Regions from separate parts of the Gossypium arboreum genome. Here regions 2 and 3 are each linked to region 1. A link is a contact called in public Hi-C data. All regions are on one chromosome and are shown on one strand. The core of a region is the stretch at or near the end of the contact, and the rest is flanking DNA. Distances in the headings are between cores, read along the strand shown. Region 1 holds the start of LOC108467107. Region 2 holds the start of LOC108472171 (leucine-rich repeat receptor-like protein kinase PEPR1). Region 3 has its middle 92 kb from the start of LOC128279813.

Evidence for each region. A called contact is a pair of places that touch in the nucleus more often than the background predicts.
Region 2: a contact with region 1 is called in a Hi-C map of leaf, with 6 times the contacts expected there. The contact joins the promoter of LOC108472171 here to the promoter of LOC108467107 in region 1. A contact is called at or near these places in 2 of 5 Hi-C or Micro-C datasets (both in leaf).
Region 3: a Hi-C map of leaf shows a contact between it and region 1, with 2.8 times the contacts expected there. The contact joins the enhancer-like site here to the promoter of LOC108467107 in region 1. A contact is called at or near these places in 2 of 5 Hi-C or Micro-C datasets (both in leaf).

The regions. Positions count from the first base shown.
Region 1 is chr8:58,672,163-58,676,585 of ASM2569848v2, reverse strand. It overlaps LOC108467107, which reads left to right and starts at 1,942. Exons shown (of 15, transcript XM_017767621.2): 1 at 1,942-2,454; 2 at 3,099-3,149; 3 at 3,226-3,462; 4 at 3,867-3,965; 5 at 4,077-4,132; 6 at 4,401-4,423. The coding sequence starts at 2,332.
Region 2 is chr8:58,468,626-58,473,048 of ASM2569848v2, reverse strand. LOC108472171 (leucine-rich repeat receptor-like protein kinase PEPR1) reads right to left here and starts at 2,436. Exons shown (of 2, transcript XM_017773681.2): 1 at 1-2,436. The coding sequence starts at 2,261.
Region 3 is chr8:58,842,554-58,846,976 of ASM2569848v2, reverse strand. No RefSeq gene overlaps it. Among protein-coding and RNA genes, the nearest start is that of LOC128279813, 92 kb to the left of the region's middle. Within about 2 kb of position 2,661, at least 2 of the 2 cell types and tissues checked have an H3K27ac peak or open chromatin away from gene starts, as enhancers often do. A contact at or near this core is called in leaf, where this site is marked.

The sequences.
Region 1 (4,423 bases), core at 693-3,192:
CAAAAAAATGTAGACCATAAAAATATAAGAAAGATAAATTTTTCTGTGTCGAATTTGTAGTCCTGAAACCACTGTTCCAGCTAGACCCAAAATCAGGCTGTTACAGTCTTAACGAGACTTTTGATGTGGCAAGTTAACTAGCTGATGTGGCTAGTTAACTTACCACGTTAGATGTCCACAATTGAAACCCATTAAATTTAAGAATAAATTGAAAAAAAAAACCTAAAAACCCCCTTAATAATAGAAGAAGAAGAAGAAGAAGAAGAAGAAGAAGAAGAAGAAGAAGAAGAAGAAGAAGAAGAAGAAGAAGAAGAAGAAGAAGAAGAAGAAGAAGAAGAAGAATATTCTACGAGTAAACAATATTCCTTTGCGGAAGCCATTCAAATAGTGATTCAGCATCCGCCATCGACTCACACTTGGAAAACATTGTCAAAAGTCCATTACTCACAATTGTTTCTGATAAATATTACATCTTCACAACTTGAGCATGGAGCTGTTTTCCTTCTTCGGTAGTTGAAAGGATTCCACAAATTGCTAGCATAAATGAGTATGTATAAGAATTAAGCTTGTTACCCCAGCTTTCATAATTCATGAACAACCTAAAAGCTTCTTCAAATAATCCACAATTAGCATAACTAGAAATCAAACAATTACATAAAGCAACATCTAGATGAGGCATCTGATTAAATACCATAACTGCACTATCTATGTCTCCACATTTAGCTTACATATCAATAAGGTTGGTATTTACAAAACTCATCCCCATCAAGTCCAGTCTTTATAATCAAACCATGGTAAGTCCTTCCAAATTCTAAATATCCTTCACCACCACAAAACTTTAGAATGCTAATCAAATGACTAATGTCCAAACCATTTCTAGCATAATCACCATTTTCCCCAATTCCAGTTTCGCGAAGATATGTTGACACCGATACTAGTTCTTTCAAGCATTCGAGCAAATACCTTGCATTCATTCTTTAATGAAACTTGTTCTTTTAATACACATGTTGTTGGAAAGTTACATCTTTGAAGCAAGGTTTCATCTTTAACAGAACCAACAAAGGAAAAAGAAGACTTTTTTTTACAGTCACTTCTTCTTCTCTGTTATTCAGGGGTTTTTTAGGTTTTTTTTTTCAATTTCTTCTTAAATTGGGTGGGTTTCCACTATGGACATCCAACGTGGCAAATTAACTGCCCACATCAGCTGTCACGTTAAGACACTAATGGAAATTGTTAATCAGTGACTATTTTGTCACTTTTTTATAACGTTAGTGACTGTTTTGTTATTTTTCAAAAGTTGAGTGATTGAAATGAAACCTAGGTGACTGTTTTGTTAGCTACCTCAAAGTTGAGTGACTGTTAATGTAATTTACCCTTTATTTTTTTCAAATTACCATTATAGCTTACTTTCTCATATAGTTTCAAATTTGCATATTATTTAAAAATTAAGAGAATTATCATTACCAATGATAGATAACAATAAGTAAAAATGAGTTATTTAAAACTAATTAAAAATTAAACCCATAAAATTACATGCAATGTATGTAACATTATAATTTAATTTAAGAAAAACCTTAATAGAATGTCATTTTGTTTCTAAAAATGGTATTTCTTTTTTAACAACTCTATACACCTTTTGTTACTATTCTATAAAATATTATTTTCATATTAAAATTAATTTAAAAGTTGTAATACAATATTTCTTTATAAAATTATAAATAATTTTCATTATTTTATGAAATAATATTTTAATTAATACACGCAAATAAACTCTTGCAATGTAAATTAGATTGCAATGTAAATTAGATACTCTTATAAAATGCGGTATAAAAACCATTTAGCAAAATTCATAGTGCATGAAGCAGTGTGACAAAAATATTGACTACTACTAGTACTGGTAGACCAGAAAAGTGCAGGACACGCGCGACCAGAAAGCGTGATTGGATCCTATTGTGGACGAAGTTGCACTATAAATGGCGGGAGCCTTACCCGGTCGAAAGTTCACACACCCAATCATCTCTCTCGCTCTCCGTTGCGTTAAAATCTCACTATTATTTATCGAACTAAACTAAAAATTTTCTCCAAAAACCCTCCAAATTCCAATCTTTAAATTAAAACCCAACTTCCCCCATTGTTCTCCATCTCTTTCTCTTTTATCATTTGCGATCTTTTCTTTTAATTTTATTCAGTTCTAGGGTTTGGTTTATTTATTTAATTGAAAATTGAAAAACCCTAGGTTTTTTTTTTCTTTTCCATTTTTCTTTTTGGGTCTGCTTTTTGCAGATAGAGAGAAAGTGAGATAGTTGGTGTAGTGTCGGGCATTCTGATTCAATGGAGGCAGCGGCCGCTGTTGCCGCCGCACGGGGCGGTGCGCTCCCAATGTCGTCATCGTCGCGTAAGGAGTGGCGTGCCGTTTCCGACCATCACCTGGTTCGTAGCCATGGGGATGAAGTGGTAATTTCATTTTTGATGAATATCTTCGCTTTTTGGCATTATTTGAGTTCTGAGAGAATGTTGGATTCAGAACGAACATTCCTTTTGTTTGGCTCCTATGAGCAAGTAAAAAACAGTTACCGGGTTTGATTTGGTTTTAACTTCTAGTGTTTGGGATTCTTCACATGTGTTAACCAAAAAAATTAGGGTTTATCTTTTTCTTTTCTTATTCTTTTCTTGCTCTCTTGGTTGTATACACTTCGAGTTTTCATTATTAAGTAACGCTATTATTTTTCACTTAGTGAGTTTATTAGTAATAGAATTTGGCTCGGACTTTTTGATGGAGTCATTTATGAACCAACTTCTGCTCAAAATTGTAGCATTTTGGCGCATTAATTAAAAAAAGGGGGTTACGTTGATGAAAAGATTGTCCCATTGTTGGTTGAAATAATTAGGAATGTTAATTGGGTTTAATTCAAATGGTCTAAGTGTTTATATGATCCCAAGAGTTAAGTGTTTTGTGTTTAGTGCTGTAAGGAAATGTCCAGCTCTGAAGGGCAGAATTGAGCATCAAGTTATATTGGTTAAGTGGCGAAAGATTATTATTGCTGTATTCGATAGACCATTGATGTTCATTGTATGTTTTCTTCTATTGTGACATGCAGGAAATGGACAGATCAAAGTTGGGACAGTCAGATGAGAGAACCATATATGAGGTAAGGTATTTTAATCTTAAAATTAAATTCTATTATGAGAATGGTGAGTAGTGAACATTGTTGAATGTCTATCAAGGTGCAGCACGGAAGAGAGCCTGCTGATGTTGACTTCTGCTCAATCACGGCTGATGAAAGTTTAGATGATGATGTATTACAACAGAGGATCCACAATATTACTAGACAAAGAGAGGAGCTATTGCAGATGGAGGTTGAACTCCGAGCACAGGCAATTGCAAGATCAAGGGTCCTGGAAATTCAGAGCAGCTGTGATGCAAAAATAACAGCCCATGTCAATGCTGTTGCCAAGCTTGAGGTTTGAATTTAGAATGTGATTCATAGTATGATTGTTCTGCAATTCAACTTTCAGAGAAAAAGAAGTTTTTGTTGCTTCTATGAATTAAAATTTGATCTTTATTTATGAACAAGATATGAAACAGAATTTCAGATTATAAACTTTAAGAAATAATGTCATCATGTTTCGACTGTGGAAGTCAGTAAAGACATATTCCTTTTTTCTTCCGGAGTTGTATCCTGGGCATATTGTTATTTATTTTGAAATTACATATTGAATGTCTTATGATTGACAGTTTGAGTGGTCTATAAAAAACCAATCAGATCCATTGGCGCTTGAAATTATTCCAAGCATGCTACAAGTAGGTTCTACAATATTGCTGTCCTGTGACCTTCAATCTATATTTTGGCTTTATGCTTGATTAGGAGCAACTCGATGAAAGAGAACAGACCATACATGAATTCGAAAGGAAAATGGAAGAGAAAGACAGAGAGTTGCATGCCATCAAAGTTGATAAAGAAGAGGTCCATCAATATGTTTATCCTGCTTTTGGATAAGCTTTATTTTTCTTTTAAACTAAAGTATGATGTTTAGAAAGTCATGTATAAATTAGCCCTACTTGGTTATCTTGGCAGGTCTGGGCAAAGGAAGATCTTCTCAGAGAGCAAAACAAGGAACTGGCTACTTTCAGGTCCTTGTTTTATGGTTAAGGCCTTTTTATTTGCTGTAAACATAAACCTCTAAGGATTACCATTGATATTAATGCTTTGTTTATTTTTCCCTGAAATTTTCTAAACCTATCCAAGGGTTGAGTTAATATATTAGCTTAGCATCTGAATGGCATTCTCAAATAGTTTTCAGCTTCTTCTGTTGGTTACTGCTTTTAATACATTAGCCTTGCAGCTGTGTTTAAACCTTCTGAAACTTTTATGGGTTTCCTATTCTTTGTCTTTTGGCAGAAGAGAACGTGATCATTCAGAAG
Region 2 (4,423 bases), core at 1,187-3,686, 200 kb after region 1:
AATTTTCCTCTTAGGTGATTGAATGATATGTTCACAAAGTAGAGGGAGATCATGTTGTTCACATCTGCTGGTATCTCACCAGAGAAACTGTTGCTCGAGAGATCAAGAATCTGTAGCTTGTCTAGTTTGCCAAGGCATGCAGGGATTTCACCAGAGTACCTGTTGTTGCTTAAATTGAGAACTGAACTGAAATGGTGAAGGTTACTCAAACTGCATGGAATGGGATCTTCAAGCATGTTACCTCCAAGCTGCAATTCTATTAGACTTTGGAGAGATGAAAAAGAATCGGGAATATGTCCACTGAGTTTGTTTTCTTGGAGCAGAAGGTTTTGCAGGTTGGGCAATGATATTATTTCTGGTGGAATACTTCCTGACAGATAATTGGATTTCAAATCCAGTTTGATCATCTTTTCACAATGACCCAACTCTGAGGGAATGCTTCCTGTAAGTCTATTAGAAGAAAGCCTTAAAATTTGCAGATTCCCAAGCTTCCCAAGCTCTGGAGGTATAGAGCCAAAGAGCCTATTCCTTGAGAAATCCAGCATTGAAAGATTGGTCCAGTGACCAAAAACTGGGGGAATCTTTCCTTCAAGCAAGTTTCCTTGGACTTCCAGGAAAAAAATTCCAGGGTTCTCTTCCAAATCTGCTGGTATATGCCCTTGAAGATTATTGTTACTAAGAACCACCCTTCTGAGAGATGAGCATTTCCCAATATCAGAAGGAAAGCTCCCACTGAAACGATTGTTCGCGAGGGCCAAAACTGAAAAATTATAGCCAGCACATATTCTGGAAGGAATCGATCCATTAAGTCGGTTCCCTGATAAATCCAATCTAACCAAAGCAGGGAAATTTTTGCTCAGCTCAAATTGAACCTCCCCAACTAGATCGTTCTGAGCCAAGGACAGGAATCTCAATTTCTTCAAGTGAACAATTTCAGATGGGATTCTACCAGTTAAACTGTTGTTATACAAAGCCAACTGTACCAGGTTTCTCATCCTGCCAATTTCTTGTGGAATGTGGCCTTCAATATGATTGTTGAATAGAAAAAGAACCTCAAGATTCTTGAGATTGCAAATTTCTGGAGGGATGCTTCCTCCAATGAAGTTATGCTGAAGCCTGAGTTCAACAAGTGAAGTGCAGTTTCCAAGCTCAGGAGGTAATGAGCCATTAAGTTTGTTGTTATAAATAAATAAATTAGCTAAACCTGTAAGATTTCCTATTGACCGAGGAATGGGACCAACCAGATTATTTCCTGAAAGTGCAATTGCCACAAGCTGATTGCATTGAGCAATCCTCTCAGAAATAGTTCCATTAAGCTTGTTCCCTGACAGAATAAGTTCTTGCAAGTTCTGCAAACTCCACAAAGTGTTCGGAATTTCGCCCTCCACATTGTTTTCACCAAGATAGAGAACTTCAAGTTGCAAAAGCCCCTCAAAAGTCTCTGGTGGAATGACCCCTTGGAATTTGTTGTAGGATGCTATAAATGTTGTAAGGTTATAGCAGTTTCCGAGGGTACGAGGCAAAGAACCCGAAAATCCATTCTCGTGAATCCAGAAATCAAGAATTGTACATGAAGGTGGGAAATCAGGTACCGAACCAGTGAGGTTATTTGTGTTTAAATAGAGGAACTTCAGATTTGGTAGAGAAAACATTTCACCCGGAACCACACCACTTAGAAAGTTGTTGTAGAGACCAATATATTCCAGATTGATGCAAAGACTTACCTCAGGGGGGATTCCACCAGAGAGTGAGTTATAACCCAAGTCAATCTTCCTAAGCCACTTTGACATGAAAATTTGGTGAGGGATTGATCCTTCAAAGCCGTTATCATTGAGAAGAATGGTATTTAGTTGGCTGCAGTTCCCCAGAATTTGAGGTATATTACCACTGAAACTGTTGCCACTGAGGTCAAGGGAGAGCATACGCTGGTGGAGGCAAAGATGAGGAACAGAGTTGCTCAATACACCAGACAGCCCGAAGCCTGATAGATTCAAGGCTCTGACCTGAAAGCTCTTTTTGGAGTAGCAAGACACTCCAGCCCATTGGCAATGAGAGTTTGGAGATGGAGAATCGGATTGATTCCATGGTAACAGAAGTTGAGTGTGTTTTGGGAGGCTGTTAAAGAACTGTAGAAGGAAAATTGCAGGCGGAGATAATGAGGCTGATGAAACATGGAAAAGAATGAATGAGCAGATAACATGATACTGGAATAACAACACCATGTTCTTATTTAACTTCCATGGAACTTCTCTTGGTGACATCGATTTCACTGTCTTAAATGCTATTTTTATTTCATGTTATGTTTGGAACCAACAGATGTTGCTGATTTTTGTTTCCTTTCGGTGCTTGAAGTGGTGCACATGTGTGTTGAAACAAGTTCCGATATCTAGTCGTTTCCTGTTGGATTCATGACAGTGAGTAAAAGTTACAACCTTTGCACTCAAAAGGGAAGCTCCTAGAAGGGCTATTTTGATAAAAAGTAAAACAATGCTGTTGTATAAAGTAGATGAGGGGGGTCCCATAATGACCAATAAAAATATGATGCTGTTCTTTGGAAAGTCGAAAAAATGGAGGCCAGCCATGCTCTCTCTCAGACAATGCAATAATATTATCCAAGACATGTTTGTTTTTGCACATTCTCTCCTATAATATCATTTAGTCTTAAAACATAAAACTAAGCCTCAATGTCTTGGAGAACAATTTAAGTTAGCTTCTGTGGCAATGTTAATGATAGACCACTTGGTTGTTAATCAAGCAACATAAAACCCCATCATTACTCTCCAAACCTCTCAACTCACTACTATATGATTTATGAATAGTCATGGGCATATTTCTATATCTAATTCTATATATTTACCAATAATATGGAGAGAAGTGAGATGGAAAATGGGCCTAAAAGTCTCTCACTGTTTTATCAGGCCTTATCAGGAAAGGCAGACTCATTAAAATACTACCAGTTTCGGATCTTATATGATGCTGGTATAATATGGCCTAAAGTTGATCCAAATATGTTAACTATATGGCCTTTGTCCTGTTCCAGAAAGAGGAAAGGCAATAAATAAATGCTTAAGTTTGCTACTTTATGAGTGGCTCATGGGGCCTATAGCCTTCACCCAATAGTGTATGGCTTCCACTTTTGGAAACGCAAAAAATTTTTGCAAGCGGGAGCCATATTACCAAAGTGGGGCTCGAAATAGGTCAAAAAACCTTTTGGCATTTAAAAAAAAAATGCTGCAAGTTTGTGAAAGATTTTTTCATAATCTTCCATTTATATTTACTTTCTTTGTTTAAGTTTTAGCTTAATTCACATTATTGCTATTGCAATAATTGAGAGAATGTAATTTTGAACATGCTTAAGCGCTGTAACACCTTATACTTGACCCAGTTGTCGAGTGCAAGTAAAAGGACGCTACACTACCATCACAGTATCACATATTATAGAACGTCTCATTGGCATGCGAACATCATCAAATTTGAACATTTATAGATATTGTAAGTCATAAATATCCTAGGCGACATTAAATCATGCTGGACATACATCAAACGGGCTTATAACAAAATAGAAACATGCTTTAAGGCTACTTAACAAAAATTCAAAATAAATCGCGTAGGTATCGATACTCATTCAATGCTATCGATAATTCTCATAGATGGTATCAATACCACTTAGAAAATCAATACCAAATCAACATTTTGTTTCTCTGCAAAAATTCAAACCAGCAAACTATCAATACCCTATCAAAAAGTATCAGTAATTCTACCCTGAGTATCGATACTCGAGACATGGTATAGATACCAAATTGAGTTACTAACTTTCTGCACAATCGTAATATCATGGAGGTATCGATACTAATGCCCGATTATCGATACCTTTGCATCAGATAGCAAAAGTACCATCGAAACAAGGCATTCAACTCAACCGTACACTTACTAAGTCATCATGCACTTATAATCTCATAATCTAATCATCAAAAATATCAGAACTAGCAGTTCAAAAAGTCATCATTAATTTAAGCTAAACAAATCAAAGTACTAGTTTCAAACGTCCATAATTTCTACGAGTAATAATGTAACACCCCGTACCCGAGACCGTTACCGGAGTCGGACACGAGGGGTTCACAAACTAAATTCACTTATTTTCACAGTCCATATAAAAATTTTCAGACAAGCTGGTTACTGCATCACTGTCTCCTTAAAAATCATATCTTGAGTTTCAAAACTCGAAAACCAGTTTCGTAAATTTTTCCTGAAACTAGACTCATATATCCATCTACAAATTTTTTTCTAGAATTTTTGGTCTAGCCAATTAGTACAGTTTATTAGTTAAAGTCTCCCCTGTTTCAGGGTTTGACTACTCTGACCTTCACACACTACGACTTGGATATCTCCCTGTACAGGACTTCAATACTGATACCGTTTGTTT
Region 3 (4,423 bases), core at 1,412-3,911, 170 kb before region 1:
GAAACTGCGAAAGGCATTCCAGGTGCTGTACTTTAGGAATTAGGACAATAAGGGAATTATTAAGGTCTAGTTCAATGTTGTCACCAGAGAAAATCTTCTTGATCCATTCACAGATCGAAGGTCCAACAGACTCCCATTGACTCTGATAGAATATAGTGTGTAATCCATCACTACCGGGTGCTTTTAAAGGGGCCATGTCAAAAAGTGCCTTTTTAATCTCCTCACTGGCTAGACGCGGGAAAACACCTTCCCCAAGATTTCCTATTTTTCTAAATTGCTCCCCATAAAGATTTTTATAGAAATTGACCGTTTCCTGCTTCAATTCTTCTTCGTCGATAACCCACTCTCCCGTTTGATTTTTCAGAGCTAGAATACGATTTTGTTTCCTTCTCTGAAGAGTTCGCCTATGGAAAAATCTTGTGTTACGATCCCCAAAAACTAACCAATCACACCTAGCCTTCTGCTTCCACAAGAGTTCCTCATGATGCAACACTGATTCAAGCTCTTTGTGGATTTCTAACTCAACCTGCTGTAAAAAAGTCGAGCTTCTTCGATCAATCACCTTTTGGACATTATCTAGTTTTTTCTTCAAAAAAATCTTTCGCTGCATAATGTGTCCATAAACCTCCTTATTCCATAATTTCACTTTATCAGTGAAGGTAGCGTGAGTAGTCATCATATCACCCATAAAGCTCCAATTATCTTTAATAAACTCGGAAAACCCTTGATTTTCAACCCAACCAGCCAAGAAACGAAAAGGTCTTCTAGAGGAAGGCTGAACCTCTAGCAAAATAGATAATTTGATAGGTCTATGATCAGATTTTAGCTTCTGCAGATGTAGAACTTTGGATAAGGGGAATTTTAGGCTCCAAGCATCATTACAAATTGCCCTATCCAATCTCTCAAAAACTTCCCCTCTATTCCAAGTAAAGTTGGGACCACTAAACCCCAAATCATGTAAACCCATGGAATCCATGAACTCACTAAAGAGAGCGCACCTTTTCCCAATGACCCGGCCACCTCTTTTTTCCCTCGAATCTAAAATAACATTGAAATCACCAATCGCGAGCCTTGGAGTCTCATCCATCGGTACTGTATGCTTGAGAACATCCCATAACTGTTTCTGCTTTTGACTATTAGGATTCCATAAACAAAAGTGACCAACACCGGTTGCCAATATGACTTCCTAGAAATTTTAAGAAGAATGAATTGGGAATGGTTACCCAAAATATCAACAGAGATGGTATCCTTCCATCCTATCCAAATTCCCCCTAAGAAACCCACAGCCTCCACCCGATGCGAAAAGTCAAAACCAAGCTTAGCAATGACAGAATCCGCTTTAGAACCACTTACTCTTATTTCTAAGAGGCCAACTAAATCAGGTTTATGTTCTTTATTATACTTCCAAAAAATACGAGGAAATTTCAAACCAGCACAAACCTTGACAATTCCAACAAAAAATAGTAAAATTCATCATAATATTAAAAGTAACAAAAAGTAGGAAAATCATCAACTCATGTAGATGTGGACCCAGGACCAGCGGTCTGTCCCTCAGTACTGCCTACCATCCTTTTTGCTCCATGCCCAACTTGCGAGTTGACAAGATTCACCATAGAACTAATAGCTTCTGTCAAAGGAATTCGAGAAATTCCAGCATTTTTTAATCTACCTCATTCATCCTTAAACGAGCGATTAAGGGAAGTTCCACCCCGATTATTACCTATTTTCTTATCCGAACCACGTCCTCTGGAAATAGAAAAAATTTATTAGTACTAACTAAAATATTTTTCTTATTACCTTTTGATGTTTTAGTTGCAATATTATCATTAAAACTAAAGGCCGAATGGTGTTTTGGGTCTAAAATTGTCTCGTCTAATTTAACCACTGATTTAGTAGGGCCTTCAAACATAGGATTATTAAGAACTAAATTATTCCCCATGTTTCCAGAAGAACCCGAATGTACCTCCACAATTTCCTGTTCAAATAAACCATTAGTAGAAAAACTATTTAAATACTATTTATTTAGACTAGAATTTTGTCTATTTAATGAGGGCTTCTCAATACCACCAATAGATAACCCATTAAGCGGTAATAGACCGTCAGGTCCAGTCCTTTCTTTACTCAGCCCACCATGCTAAAAATCCATTTTCCCACTTATCTGTGCCTCACCCCCCAACAAACGCATTGAACTTGCAGACGGCAAAAAAGAAATTGAATTAGAGTTGGGCAATTTATTTGACTGGTCCTTGTCTTTTTGTATTAACCCATCAGACCCTACAGGCTTTTTCCCCAAAGACTTAGAAATTTTGTCTCCCCTAAATAAACTTAGCCCAACAAAATTCGACCCACTCTCTCTTGAGCCCACAATAGGCCTAGCCAACTTATTAAACATCCCCTCAGTTCCACGACCCAAATCAACTAAAAGGCCCGAATCTTCTTTAGAAAGAACCCTATTAACCGCACAACTGTTTTCCTTTTCACTCAAAATCCCCCCATTAACTCCATTAACATCTCCCCCTGAGCCACCATCCACCATTAGCGGTGCAAACCTAGATCGCAAAGAGTCCTTTCCAGATTTCGCATCTCCACTAGCCCGAGAATCTCGTTTACCCCGCCGGGATTTTCTCTCGACCAACATCCAAGGTCCATAATCGACTCCCTTTCCATCATTGTCATCTCCCACTCCATCACCGGAAGCCACCATTTCCTCAGTCCCCGACCTGTCCAAAGCCACCTTAAACCCTACCGACGGGCATAGATCTTTAACATGTTCGTATTTCCCGCAACTGAAACAAACCGTCGGAAGTGCCTCATACTCAACTCGTTGGATTACTCCATCCACCAAGACTTTAGAGGTAAGTGGTTCGTCCAGATTAATGAACACTACTAAACGAGCAAAACGTCCCCGGGTTCTGTTGTCGGCTTGTAGGTCTAGTTTAACAACTTTCCCTATTACTCCGCCAATAGCTTCAATGATTTGTCTCTTGTACAGATAACCCGGGAGGCCCGGCAAGCGAATCTAAGCCAACACCACACTGGGATAGGGCTGCTCTGGATTAAAAGTTTTCGTCCATGTTTGTACAGTGAGGTATTGCCCGAAAATAATCCAAGGTCCCTGGGTTAGAACTTTATTGTAATCTTCCATTTCCTGAAATTTCACCAAAAAATACCCATTAGTAATATCCATTAAGTGAAAATAATTGACCGATTTTCATAGATTAAGGATACGGTTGTATAGCACGTTATAACCAATGTTACGCTCGAGCAATTTAAGAATAACAGTCGATTCTATCTCTTTGAACAGTATGTCTTTGATGCGATCCAAAAAAGTGATTGTCGGGATCCCATTAACCATTGACATGTTAACATCTCCATCCTGTAAAACAAGATCACACTCGTTTCTTATAGGGTACCCATCGGGGTAAGACAGACCAACCCCCAAAAGTTTATCTTTGAATGACATCATCGGCTGTTGATTTGAATCTACAGCCATATTAGTCTCTCTCCAGCAACCACTTCTTTGAAACGAACTTTCTTGGTGTTCCGATCCCCATCATCGCAAGGATCACCAACAGCACCAGTACTTGGATTTTCCATCATCGCATTTTTATCAATAAAAAATATTTGGATTATAATTGAATTTCTTTTTATTTTCATTTTATATTTAATTACAACATCATAATACAATTATAAAAATAACCATAAATAATTTTGTTCCACCAATTTGCAAGCAGTATCTCGAAAAATTTACTAAAATATAATTAATGGAATTCGATGGACTAAAATTTAATGCTCAATTAAAATCTATAACATTGATACAATTAACACTGATATAGTCGTGTAACAAATTTATTACCCTATAAGTATTTAATTTTTCATTCCCTTCCAATAAATTATATTTTACCATATATACTAATGCACAGTTTAATAGTAAAATTGGCAACAAGCTTTGTTGGCATAATATTACAAACCTGACATATCTCCAGTCTTTCTTTTTTATTGTGCCTCCCTTCCAAGCTAAAATGTATCCTCTTTCTTTTTGTTTTTGTTGAAGTTGTTGAAGCCACCTAAGGGATGTACGATTATTGTTGTTGCCTTCTCTAACACAAAAAATGGCATCCAAATGTAGTTCTCTCATTCCTCTTTCATGATATCGAGTCAAGGTTCCTAAAAGAATCCTAAAATATAGAGATCTTCAAATGAGATGCAAAGAAATGTTGTTCCAATCAACTGTCTTTGCCATCTAATGAAGTTGGTTTCGAACTATCTTTATTTTCTCTTTTATTGATTTTTAAATCTTATTTTTCTTCTTATAGGTTTAATTTTGTTTGGGGGTTAAGGTACGGGTCTTGAATGATTTTATTTTCGAGTACTATTTTAGATTAGATGGGGGTTGCTATTGGCTATGGGTGAAGGGTTTAGT